Linked DNA regions of Mus musculus: region 2 is linked to region 1. The links are chromatin contacts, called in public promoter capture Hi-C maps. All regions are on one chromosome and are shown on one strand. Each heading gives the region's core, a stretch centred on a gene start, on an enhancer-like site or on the middle of the called end of the contact. The rest is flanking DNA. Distances are from core to core; before and after follow the strand shown.

Evidence for each region. Promoter capture Hi-C pulls out the DNA fragments that hold promoters and counts their contacts.
Region 2: a contact with region 1 is called in a promoter capture Hi-C map of neutrophils, with 2.5 times the contacts expected there. The contact joins the promoter of Adam32 here to the promoter of Fgfr1 in region 1. A contact is called at or near these places in 3 of 39 promoter capture datasets (the C10 cell line, neutrophils and pre-B cells) and 2 of 9 other capture datasets (adipose tissue and liver).

Annotation. Positions count from the first base shown.
Region 1 is chr8:25,513,949-25,520,122 of GRCm38.p6, reverse strand. Fgfr1 (fibroblast growth factor receptor 1) reads right to left here and starts at 1,364. Exons shown (of 18, transcript NM_010206.3): 1 at 694-1,364. It overlaps Gm31288 (a long non-coding RNA gene), which reads left to right. Exons shown (of 3, transcript XR_003947368.1): 3 at 1-435. RefSeq lists promoters at 1,225-1,439, 1,225-2,199.
Region 2 is chr8:24,943,966-24,950,963 of GRCm38.p6, reverse strand. Adam32 (a disintegrin and metallopeptidase domain 32) reads left to right here and starts at 2,160. Exons shown (of 22, transcript NM_153397.2): 1 at 2,160-2,244. The coding sequence starts at 2,169. It overlaps Adam9 (a disintegrin and metallopeptidase domain 9 (meltrin gamma)), which reads left to right. Exons shown (of 22, transcript NM_001270996.1): 22 at 1-1,353. The coding sequence ends at 47.

The DNA of each region.
Region 1 (6,174 bases), core at 115-2,614:
CTAGGTCTAAGATAAAATAGAACATTACCACCACCACCACCATCACCCCTCAAAAGGGGGGGGAATCTTTGCTCGCTCTCCGCTAAAGCCGATTCAGCCATTTGGTGACGACACCTCCTTCAAACCTATTCCAAGACAAGCTAGCCTTCCCCGCCACTTCCTTTCCTCTTCAACCCCCCAACCTGGACCCCAGACTTGCCCGGAGGTAGGAAAACACTTGAAAAGATCCCAGATGTAGGGTGTTGAGCTTAAAGCCACCGGCTGAAACGGGGTGAATCCGCAAGAGGACCAAAAGATAGATGATGTACACACACACACACACACACACACACCCTCCATCTCCCGGCCCATTCCCGCCCTCCTCCCCAGTAGGGAACACACAGCTTCCGCCGCCTTCTCCTGGGCCAAGAGGGTCGGGGTCTGGACTCGGAGCGCAGCAGCCTCCTCGCTAGCTCCGGAGCGCGAGTTGGCGGAAAAGTTAGGCAGCGGGCAGCAGCAGCGGGCCCAGCGCGCGGGGAGGGGGCGCGGGCAGCGACACTGGCCGAGGGAGGAGGGACAGGGGCGCCGGGGAGGGAGCGGAGTCGGGGGTGGGGTGGGGGATTGGAGGAGGGAGGCGCGGGCTGCGACTGGCGAAGCGCGGGGGCCGCTCGGGACGCCCAGCCAGCCGGCTCTGCGGGCGCCGGCGACTCTTACCTCACTTGGCGCTGCGGTCCCGCCTCTGGAGAGCTCGCCGTGGCGCGGCGGGTGTCTGTGTCTTGCGCTCCCGCCGCTCGTCTCCGGGCTCCGTTCAGATCCTGATGGGGTCTCGAGGGCTCCGCGGCCGAGGCACGACTCCCGGCGGCACTCCGAGCCGGGCGCCTCCAGCCCGGGCGGGAACAATGGAGCCGAAGCTGGTGCCCCGGAGGCGGGGCGGGGGGGAGGGCTCGGGTCCGCCGCCCGGGGTCCCCAGATCGTGCGCCCCCCGCTCTCCAGTACGCAGCGGCGGCGGTGGCGGCGTCTCAGGCTTCTGGCAGCCCGAGTTCCATCACCCCTCCTGGGGCTCCGGCGTGCATTGACTGCAGCACGGCTGTGGTGCGCCCCTGGGACCTGAGAAAAGTCCTCGGTCTCCGCTGCTTTTCCAGCTGCGGCGCGCGCTCGCGGCCGGGAAAGGCGAGGTCGCCGCAATGCGCTAAGCACAGTCTCAGTCCAGTCCGGACGTCTCGGCCCCGCTTCCCTGCGCAGCCCGGGTCCTCTGCACGCAGCGGCTGCACCAGGGTTCCGGCTCCCGTTCCGCGCCGCCCGCAGCGGAGAGCCCCGCCAAAGTACCCGCAGGAGCGCTCCGAGCGCTGTGCGCCGGCGAGGCGCGAGGGCTCGCTCTCTCACTCCCACCCGGCGCTAGTCCCACCTCCTCCTCCTCCCCTTGCAGTTGCCTGCTGGGCCTTGTAGTTCTCAAGCTGCAGCCCCGGAGAAGCCTGGAGCGAGCAGAACTGCTCTACAGTCTGGTCTAACTTGAGTTTTCGCCTGGAGGGCGCCCGAATTTCAGACTGTGTGTAGATCAGCGATTTGGGGACAGGAGTGGAGGGTGGGGAGGGGCGGGTGCCTGGCTATAATTTTGAGGTTGCACTGGGCAACTTGGTCTTTGGTTATCTCTGTGCCTTGGGGTATGATTTTCGTGCTCTAAATCTCGGTTTTCCCGTCTCTAAAAGGAATAAATAGGACCCTCACATAGCTTACAATATACGAACTGTTTTTATTGATGGATCGGTTGACTTTCCCCCTCAGACCCTTTCCTTGGATCTCAACTTTCCCCAGCCACATAATTTAGGTTTTGTGGTTCACGCTGGAATGGACCCTGCAAATTCTACAGTGCTGTTCATGGTAGCCTTAGAAATCACCAGCTTTCAGGAAGCAACCGAAGAGAGGAGGGGTTTTTGTTTTTTTTTTTTTTCGGATGGGGGGGGATGTTTGTTTACTTGCTTGCTTGTTTTGTTTTGTTTGCCTTAGGAATTAATCAGAGTCAAACCAGAGCCTCCACAGTATACTATGAACCTCAAAGAAAATCGCTGAAATGCCCTTCCCACCAGGTCCCTCCACAGAGATGTTAATCTGTGGCTCTTTAATCCAATGAGTCCAGTGGACGTGAATCATATTGAGATTGTTAAAAAATAAAAATTTTTGATCCTGCTTGGACATGAGAAATCCCGATGTTTTGATGAAGCATGCTAACAATTCTGAGACAGCCAGTGGGGCCTTCGCCTCGTTGCAGGAGCTCACTTTCCAGCAGTCTAAAATGATGATGTACATATGCAATCCTAGCCCTGGAGGGTCAGAGACTTAAGATCACCGTTGGCCACATAGGGACTGAGACGACAGCCTGTGCTTACAGACCCTGTCTCAAACAAATCAAACACAGGGGTTGGCGATGCAGCTTTGACAAAGGCAAAGACAGTGCTTTGATTCCAGCACACTCTAGACCTGACTAGGTGGTTGGTACCTGTTGGTTTGCTGCATAGCAGTGGGGTGGGGGCTCTGCAAATTTTCCTGGTGACTGTGATGTGATGTCTACTTGGGGACCACTGGAAGGGTGGAATATGTCACACTAGGTGTGAATTCCACCACTCAAAGACTTTGGGCATGTCACGAATCTGATAAGATCTAGTCCCTCTATGGGTCTCCCCCATGAGAAGCAGACTGAATGAATGTAAGTGTGCCAAAAGGGTCACACATGTGAAAGCCATCATGAGGGGGACTGTTCTATTCCGCTTCCACAGAGCAAGCCATGACAGCTTGAATACCAAACAATCCAACTCTTCCCTCCACATTGAAGACTAAGAGTTTCTAAGACAGTTTTCTATGTGACCACCAGGTGAAAAAATGGGAAGCTACGGAGATATTATCACATTTGTTTATCTCCAGTAAAGGGTGGAGGAAAAAGAAGAAGGGCTATTGATGAGTTTATTGGTGTATTATTGGTTTATTGGGTTGGTTTTTGTTTGTTTGTTTTGTCTTTGCTTTTAGAGATAGTCTTATGCTGTAGCCCAGGGTAGCCTCAGACTCAAGGACTCTCCCACCTTTTGCCTCTTGCCTCCTGAGACAACAGTTTGTAAGACACCACCACACCCACCAAAGCTTAATGTTTAGCTGAGTGTGCTTAGCATATACAAAATGATCTGGGTTCAGATTTGGAGGAGGGGTAAAGAGAGAATACATTTATTGAGTGCCTAGGAAGTAAATATTCAGGAAGTATTTTTGAACAAAAAAATAAAATAAAAACCAGAAATGACTCTGTGGAATAAATGAACACCAGCTAATATTTAAGAGTTATTACCCACATAGCAATATCCTTGCCCTGTTCAGTCCCTTGGCTTTTAGTCTGGTCCCAATTATTCTTTCATAGAAGCTACCAAACAGCCTTCTCTGCCTCGGCCCAGCCACCTGGAGGTGTTTCTGCCTCCCACTGTATCTACTGATTTGATATTTAGCATAGTTTTACTAGCTGTCTTTTTTATTTTGTGGGTTCTCTCCAGCAAGCTGCAGAACTGTTCTAAGACAGTGGTCCCGAATCTATCTCATCTGTCTCAAGAGTTTTCCTGACATCTATAGATCTGTTGTTTGGGGAACAGCTGCATGTGAGAAACCTGGGTTATTGAGAAGGCTAGGCTGACTCTATGACAGGCTTTCCATTGACAGTTCAGGAGACGAGGCCTGCATCTCTGTTTTTAAGAACTGGGTAAGTCCAGGCAAGTCTAGGCCTCAGAAGCTGGTCTGAGGCAAGGACAATCAGTCAACAACAGTTTCCAGATCTCCCCAACAACACTGCCAGCCCCCAAGGCCTGGTAATGGAATGTCCCTAGAGATAGAACAAGATAAAGGTCACCTACCCCTGGAATGCCCTGATGTACTTTAAATCAGGCCTGCAAGCTCACTTGGTTGTCTATCTTGGTCATGCTCCCATGACCCCAACATACTAGACTACTACAGAATAAAACACTCTTTACGTTTACATACTATTTGAGTCCAGAGTATGGAGTATTATTCTTTGACAAATCATAGATCCTTACATTACCAGAGAAAGAAACCTTACCACTTGGGTAATTGTGGGGAAGGGGAGTCATGGAAAATGCAGAACTGACTACCCAGGGCCAACTACATTTGTCCACTGTTCCTAAGGACGGGAGCATTACACTTCATCTCAGCAGTTCTTCTGACAAAAAAAAAAAAATCTTTATTTATTTAGAGACACGATCTTACTAGGCAGTCAGGTGAGCATCAAACTTCGACATCAACCTTTCACAAAGCAGAGATTCAGGCCTGTACTCCCAGGCCCTTCTAAAACAAGAGGATTTTAATACAGCACTGGGCTGGGTATGTGACTTGGTGATATGCATATGTGCATGCCTAGATCTCTCTCTCTCTCTCTCTCTCTCTCTCTCTCTCTCTCTCTCTCTCTCTCTCTCTCTGTGTGTGTGTTGTGTATAATTAAATTTATTAAATAAATATTATAATAACGTTATAATCTAGCCTTTTTACATTTTTCTTTCTTTCTAAAGAACGGGTAGACAGTACGAGTTGAAGAATGTGTCCTTGCTGTAACCAGGAAAGAAGACCCAAGTGCCTATTAGGTGTCGAGGCGCAGAGTTTGACAGTGTTAAGATTCCTCTTCAGTGTCAGGGAAGTGGAGATAAGAGTAGCCAACTCGGCTAGCTATCCACCTGCTCTCCGGGAAACAGCTAGAGAGGCTGGACTGGGGAAGGTGACAGACCCAGAGGAGATAGATCGCAGATCCAGCCAGGGAGCCTGCTTTCCCCCGCCTTGCAGCAGACCTCCAGGGCCGTGGCACTCCCTCCCGGCTCCAAGAGGGGCTGCGGCTCTGCAGGAACTAGTCCCCGGGGCAGTTCGGAGGACGCCGCAGGCCACAGGGTGGGGCGACCGCGGCGGGGCCCTGGGTCTGCAAGGAGGGCGCCTAGCAGTTGTCTCTTTACCGGGAAACGTAATCTTCCCTCTGAGATAACAAAGAGCTAGCAAGTTCAGGAAAGGTTTGTTGGCCCATCGCCTTGCCGGTGGGTCGGCAGAGAGGGGGACAAAGGCCCCTGCGCTCCAGAACCAGAGATAACCAGGGGACTGCTGCCTCTGGGATCGGTGGGAGGAGGGGAGCGGTGCTGAATACAAGTGGGGGAAACGGAGCTTTCCCCAAAGCCCCGGCTGCCTTCTTTGTTTAGGAACACGTCTGCAGAGCCTTCCCTCTGCCTCGCAGGTTCTAGCAGGAAGACAGGACTTCTATAGAGCCAGGCTCTCTCCGGGCTGTTAACTCAGGAATCAACTGTGCCCATCATGGCCGATCACCCCCTCCTGATCCAGCCATCAGTGCTCCCTGGTAGGGAGGGAGGAAGCAGAGGCTGGGCTCTAAGGCCCACCAAGCTCAGCCCAGCCCAGCCGGCTGGAGTCCCTGGAAGGCTGGGAATTAGCCGGGTTAGCTGGGAGAGCCGTAGCAGGAGAGGGATGCAAGAGCAGCGAACTGCTTGGCTCTCCGTTTAAAAGTGACTGGTTCACAGGCCCTGGGTAGCAGGTGGGCTGCTTGTGCCTTTTGCCCCAGGCTCCTGGAGTTAGGGACAGCAGCCAGTTACCATCTGGCCGCCATTTGGTGACCCCTGGCTGTTCCTAGTGCAGCATCAGTGAGGGAGGGAGGGGCAGAATCTTGTTTGGCATGGTGTTTTTGTAAATAACTTTCAGTTCGTTTTGGATGCTGCGAGAGCAAGCGGGAAAGGGAGCTGCCACATTCATTCTCGGAGACGGAGGACATCTGTGTGTCAGGCTCTGCCTCCAAGAGAACAGATTAGGAAAGGAAGAGATGCCTGAACTTTTGAGAGCCGCCAAGCAAACATGCAAACTTACCTGAAATGGTGGAGGAAAGCAGACTCAGAGACACATGGGAGGATGGGTTAGGTTGACATTAGGTCACTTTTGAGTGTGGGTTCCGGATCCGCCACGCCTTCTTGCCTGTGCTCTTGCCAGTTCCCTTGTCAGTTCCGTTTCCACGATGGTACCTTGAAGATCCCAAGAGAAATTTCTTGAGACTGTTGAAAGGATTAGATGAGATACTGCAACAATGCAGCTGGCGTGGTGCCTAGCACACAGTAGGTACACTATCAATCCGGGCGTTTTTTATTCCGTTTAAGCCCAGGAACTTTGTTTTGG
Region 2 (6,998 bases), core at 911-3,410, 570 kb after region 1:
CGGCTCGGCCCGCTCCTGCACCTCCTTTATATAGCTCCCTCACCTGATAGTAGAATATTAGAATCTTATTTTTTAAATGTCTTCAGGGAACTGAGCAAATGTTTGTTGTTTTTTTTTTTCCTGATGTTTTCTTGAAAAGCCTTTCTCTTCCAACCATGAATGAACACAAACCACCACAAAACAAGCTTTATTAACACAGGAGCCTAGTGGGGATTGCGAAACACAGGAATGTGCAGGCGCTCCGGGGGGTGTAAAGTGAACGTTTCCATCGTTAGAATGTTTTCTCTGGCCATTTGTGGATTTAATGCACTTGACGTGGATTAAGTTATTCTGAGCATGTTACTGTAATGATTCTCAAATTAACTGTATTAGTGTAAGCTTTGTCACTATGCGCTAAACGTAATCCTGACTTTTTGACCCCAGTTACCATTAATAGTTTCTGGTTGACCATTTGAACATGTATTAACTTAGGAAGACTAATTGCCAATAACGTCTGCATTTTCATCTTGCATGGATTAACAGCCATTTATATGGACTTATGTCTCTTAATGCACAAAGAAGCAGATATCTCGAAGGAGCTTACACAAGAACCACAATTACTAGATCATGATATACTTGGAAAGTGTGAAATATGGTGTGTACTCAGTTATTGGCTTCCATTTTTTATGATCTTTCAACTATAACAATTATGATAGAAATCGATTTAACACAATCAGTTATGGGCTTCCATTTTCAAATATCTTTTCAACTGTAATGACTATGACAGGAACTGATTCAACTCTCAATTTTCTTTATGCATCATGGTAAAGCATTGCAGCAGTGTTGTTTTGTTTGAAGTGCACACTCTATGGTACGAGGTGTTTAGTATACCCAAGCAGATAGGTGTCGATCGAACAGGAGCAGGGAGAATACTTCCAACAGTTGAGGTGTTACCAAACCACTTGAGAATTCATGAGCACTTTAACTCTAAACTCTGAATTTCAAAGCTTGATGTGAAGTCCTCTAGAATGTTTACATTTACTAAGGTGTGCTGGGTCCTGTCTCTTTTGACTAATATTTTCGTAAACATTAGGCTGGAGAAAGGAAGGAAGCAGTGGTTTCCTTAGATAACTACAGAATTATACTGGTCTCTGGGATTACTCTCTCAGCTGTATTAAAATGAATTTGTACTTTGAAAGGAATGATATTGACACTAAAATTTTAAACATTTAAATTTTTTCATAATCTTTCATAAAGAAGTTTAATAATAGGTATATTAACTGAATTTCATTAGTTTTTTAAAATAATATTGTTTGTGTATATATACATATTAAAATAAAAACATTTACAACAAATAAAATACTTGAAATTCTTGTTTTGTCGTCCTCTTTATAAATACATAACTATTTGGGTTCTTCTTAATTTCAGTGTTAGGGCTTTTGGCAAATGTGACTGCACTTAAGGAAAACACATTAAAAGATAGACTGTTCATTTTTTTTTTTTTTTCAGGATACTCAAGTACTTTAGCAGTTGGGTGTGTACTAACACTGGTGAACCAGCCCTAGTGAGAAATATGGCGGTGTTGAAGGCCACAAGCCCTCAGAAATACTAAGGAGAAAGTAGTTTACTGACAGGACTCTTGACTTAAGAAGCATGTGACTAGGGCGCTGCCATTCCAGCTAGGACAAAGGCTAAAATGTAGGTTCTTATGTCAAGGATCTGCCATTGCTGTATAAATTAACCATTCTGGTAAGCTCCTAAAAAAGGAAGGTATATGAATTTTAACTGAAGTGCCACGGAGAACCAGGTTGGAAGGAAGCCTGGCGGTCCATGGGAGCAGTGTGCCTGTGGAAATGTAGACCCCAAGGAAGAAAATCAGTTTAGGCTTTCTTGAAAAATTTGTCCACGCATCTTAAAATGCAGTCGTAGTTTAGCCTTAGAAAGAGTATAAACGTATGTGTGTACTTTTTTGACCTGAGCGCCCTCGCAGCCTCTCCAGTACTGCGCATGCGGGTTTCATTGCGAAGCAGCCTGGCTCTGTTAGAGCTGGGGTAGGTGGTGGAGGGGGAGGATGGAGGCGGGGTAGGGGGTTAGGGCGCTCCAAGGACGTGGCCCACGGTGGCCCCTGGCACGTGCCCCACAGCCCCGCGCAACGGCTTTACAACTGTCTAGGTACTCCAGGAGACGCCATGCTGGGCGCCATGCTGCACACACTGCTGCTGCTGCTGCTGGCCGAGCTGGGGGCCTTGCTGGCATCAGGACCCGGTGAGCGCTCCGCAAGGCGGGTTCTCTGAGATTGGGGGCACTTTTCTTGTAGGTCTGTCGTGCACATCATAAAGCTCAAAAAATGGACCCCAAAAGAACACTTCCCAACAGCTTCTGGAAACCACTTAAACTAAAAAAACAAATACCCAGTTTCCACAAGATAACTTTACTAACACGATGTACATGCAATAATAGTTCTTCTAGAAATAGGAAAGAAAAGACATTAAGCCACAAACCCCCAGGCTCAGAGAAAATGCAGCGGTGCGTGGAAGCTGGGAAGGGGCAGAATCTTGCTTAAGTTTTGGAATCAAGTAGGGCTCGGCTACTTGACAGGCAATGATCAAGCTGTTGTGAGTCCAACTGTCCAGCAGGTGCCAGTCCAACGCTTGCCTCTAGCTCTGAGGTCTGCTAATTTGTTGAAGCTGTGGAATGCATCTTTTGAAAGGTGAAGAAGGCATGGTTGGGGCTCTGAGTGTTCTCTTCCTGGTTTATTAGAAGTAAAGAATAAAGAATGTATAGCAACATCTAAAATATCAGCCTCATATCCTTTAGGTGTTAACACGCTTCAAAACTAAGAACCGTTCTTGGGGGGGGGGGGGGAGTAGAAAGTTGGCGTCGCTTTGCATTTTGTGGATCTCCTGAACCTGTGCTTCAATAAAGGACAACTAGGTTGTGTAGCTACTGCTTCCAGTCTTGTGCTGCAGGCTTGAGTAGAAGTGCAAGAAGGAGAACTTTAGAAGCCTTTTCAAGTAGTTGTGAGCTCTCTGCTTACTACACTCACACTGGACAAACGGAAAAAGAATAGTTGCAACGTAGAATTCAAAAACATACCAGCGCCGAAACACACCAGCGCCGGGCGTGGTGGCGCACGACTTTAATCCCAGCACTCGGGAGGCAGAGGCAGGTGGACTTCTGAGTTCCAGGTCTGCCTGGTCTACAAAGTGAGTTCCAGGACAGCCAGGGCTATACAGAGAAACCCTGACTCGAAAAACAAAACAAAACAACAACAAACAAAACAAAACAAAAACACACCAGCAAGCTTTACTATTCTTTATTTTTAATTAAAATATATCACTAATTCTTTTCCATTTCCTCCCTCTAATCTGTCCACCCCAACTCCCTTGCCTTTTTATTTAATATATACTAAATCTCTCTCTCGATATCTATATCTATATCTACATAGATATAGATATGTATATACCAGCAAACTTCATGAAATTCAATTGGATATAAATATTGAATTTTGATTATTTTATGTATGCATATTTTAATATTTTAATCTATTATCTTTAATTTTTAAAACTGTGGGAAATACAAAAAATTGCCAACAGCTTTTAAAAGATTTTTTTAAAAATTTAAACTTTATTTTCCGTATATGGGTATTTTGCCTGCCTACAAGTCTGTGTACCACTTGTGGGCCTGGTGTGCTTAGAGGTCAAAAGAGGGTGAATCAGAGAAGGTTCTCTAGAACTGGGGTCACAGGCAGTAGTGAGCCACCCTGTGGATACTGGGAATTGAACCCTGGTCCTCTGGAAGAACAAACAGCCAATGCTCTTAACCTCTAAGCCATTTCTCCAGTTCCTCAAACTTTTTTTTTTTTTTTGAAAGAAAAATCATCAGAGTTCACATTTCAAGGTAGTTTCAGATTCATAGCAAAACTGAGCAGTAACCAGTGTTTGTATATAGCGCCTGCTCTCTATCCTCCCATGAGGGTCAACAGCTGATGTTGCAGAGATGCATCCGTTCCAGGGATAGACCCGATTGCACTTGGGTTCCGTATGTTCTGTGTTCTGCCCAGAGATGCCCATCCCTTCAGTACCATGCAGAGTAGTCTCACTGACCCGAGAATCCTCCGTGCTCCCTCACTCACCCCACCATCCCTAAATGACTACCATTTGTGGTCTGCTTTCTCCAGTTGTATAATTGGGATCATGCACCACACGGCCTTTTTAATAGTGGTGAAGACAGCCACCATCCACATGCTTGCTCAGGTTGTGTGTGAACACAGTTTCCATGACTTCAATGGCTACCTGGTGTCACTACGATGATAAGAGGACACAGCGATGCCTCATTGTTTTAATTTACAATCTCCTAACGGCACAAGCTGTTGAGATCTGGACATTTGGCTCTGAGCCTAGCCTTTGACATTCATCCATCTCTTCAGCTCTGTGTGGAAATCTTTTCATAGGCTTACTTTCTCTTTAGTTTCTTTTTTCAAGTTATTCCTCAATTTTAAAATTTGTATTGTGTGCCACTATTTAAAAAAAAACTTTGTATGTTTTAGGTAATCACCTTTTATCAAGTGTGCTTTATTTTTAACCTTTTTATATGGGTGTATATGTATGGTGTGTGTGTGTGTATGTATGTGTCTAGTGTATGCATGTATGTGTAGTATATGTGTGCATGTTTGTATATTGTGTATGTGTGCATGTGTGTGTAGTGTGCATTTGTGTATAGTGTGTGTATAGTATGTGTATTATATGTATGTGTATATGTGTGTATAGTCTGTATATGTATGCAGTGTGTGTATGTGTGCATGTGTGTGTAGTGTGTGCATGTGCGTGTAGTGTGTGCATGATCAAAGGACAGAAACCTCAGATGTCAGTTCTTTCCTTCCATTTTATTTAAAGATGTTCCCTGTTTTTTACTCTTCATAAGCCAGGCTAGCTGGCTCTGGGACCTCTGGAGATCGTCTCCAAATCTGGTCTATGAAGGATCACTGGAATTGCAGGTGTGTCTTCCCATACCCATCTTTAGTTGGCTTCTGGAGATTAGAACTCAGGTCCTTATTCTTGTGCAATGGATGATGGGTGTTTTCACTGAGCCATCTCCCCAGTCCAGATCTGCTTTATGAAGGACATTTGTCCTCTTAGCCTTTGCCCTTTCTTCTCAGTCGCTTGGCTTTATCTTTCTCTTTGAGAGTATAAGTTTTCTTTTGTACTCTTTATTATTTTATTATATTAAAATAATTCTAATTCTGTTTTTAAAAAATGTTTTAGAGAACATATGTTGCTATTTACTGTAGCAGCAATGTTACAGTAGACTTCTTAAAATTCTTCCTCCAGGGTAATTAAACATTTTATACATACTGACAAAACATCTGCCTATCTTGCTCTCACCGCAGCCGAAGGACACACCAGCCTAGTTTCTGCTTCCTCTCTGTACTTAGATTTTTGAGATTCCTGCCTGTGACAGGACTCTGTGTGACTCTCCTCAGCCCCTGTTGTTGGTAAACCTGAAGCAGGGGCTTCTCCAACACTGGTGTGTGGCACACTGCCAAGATGGCTCCACTGTGGTGTGTCAATATGATTTCGTTCACTGTTGAACACTCTACTATGTGGATGGACCACATGCTATGTGTATAGCACATTTTATTAAAAATCCCCAGAGTTTGCATTTGGGTTGTGTTAAGCCTATCTGAAAATTTTAATTAAGAAGAATTTAGGTGTAAGAACATTGCTTATCCTTGTTCAGAGGGTCTTCTAGAGTCCATAATTTTCTCTGTACGTTTCTTAATTTTCTTATTCTTAGGTCTTGGCACAGGTTGTTGTTGTTTGTTTGTTTGTTTTTTGGTTGGTCACTTTCATGAATGGGATCCTTTAAAGAAAATTGTTCATTACTGGCACTAATGAAGCAATACGTTGGTTTTATGCTTGCTCACTGTCCTTCTGCTCATGATCCTCTTTTGTTGTTATTGTGGATTATCGTACCATCTTCTATACATGTCCTAGTTCCTCAGTTCCAGGCTGAGGCAGATCCGTAACCAGTAGGTGTGACCGAGGTATAACTGCTTTAGCTCCTACCTTTACTAGTGCCGTCAGTAAGGGCTTCCACTGAGCAGACGTCTCTTATACAGACAGAGCATCTTCGTGACGATACAGTTCCTAGTTGAAACATCTTTTTTTTTTTTAGCTTATCATCCCAAAGGGGTCGGGGTGTGGGTGCCATGGCACATGCAGGGACAATGTGAGAAGACAACATTGCGGAGTTGGTTCTCTCCTTCCACCTTTATGTGGGTCAGGGCAGGGCCTGGAAGCACCTTTGCCTGTTGAACCATCTTGCCTGTCCAAGTGTTTGGTTACCATGTGGTCATCTAAAAGAATCAAGCCCAGGGGTCTATCGTGCTGGAATCTAATGTTTATCTGGGAAGAGCATTAAAAGCATGGTTTCCTTTTCTTTGTCTGCACTTTTAGCACTTTTTTGTGTATGATAGATTGGAGGAGTACTTTTTTTTCCCCTCACTTTAAACTGCTGTAGGAATTCTTGGGATAAATTCTTCTTGGCCAAGCTTTAACATTTTGATATATCGATTAAAGTCAAACTTATTAATATTTTACTTAGAATTTTTAAATTAAGATTATAAGTAGGTAAGCACATTCAACTCCCTCATACAGGCCTTAGCTTTATTGTGAAAATTATATTAGATATGTGAGACAAATATGACTTACTTTATGTCTTTTTTTCAGAAGATGCTGTATTCTTTAATTCAGCTAATATATAAAACTACTCAAGGCCTTTGGATCCTCTGCCTTTCTGTATCTTCCTTTGGGTCCTTCTTCCTGTTTGTTCTTTTCTTTTCATGTTGATTTATCAGTTCTTCCTCCTGGGCCATTTTTTATAGTTCCATTGCTTTTTTCAAATTTTTTTAATTTAAAGTCATCATAGAATTCTCCTACGGTCTTCTGTAAAAATTCTTGCTAAAGGATTAGGAAAATGGTCAGTACCTAAGCGTGCTTCCTCTGCAAGCTTGAGGG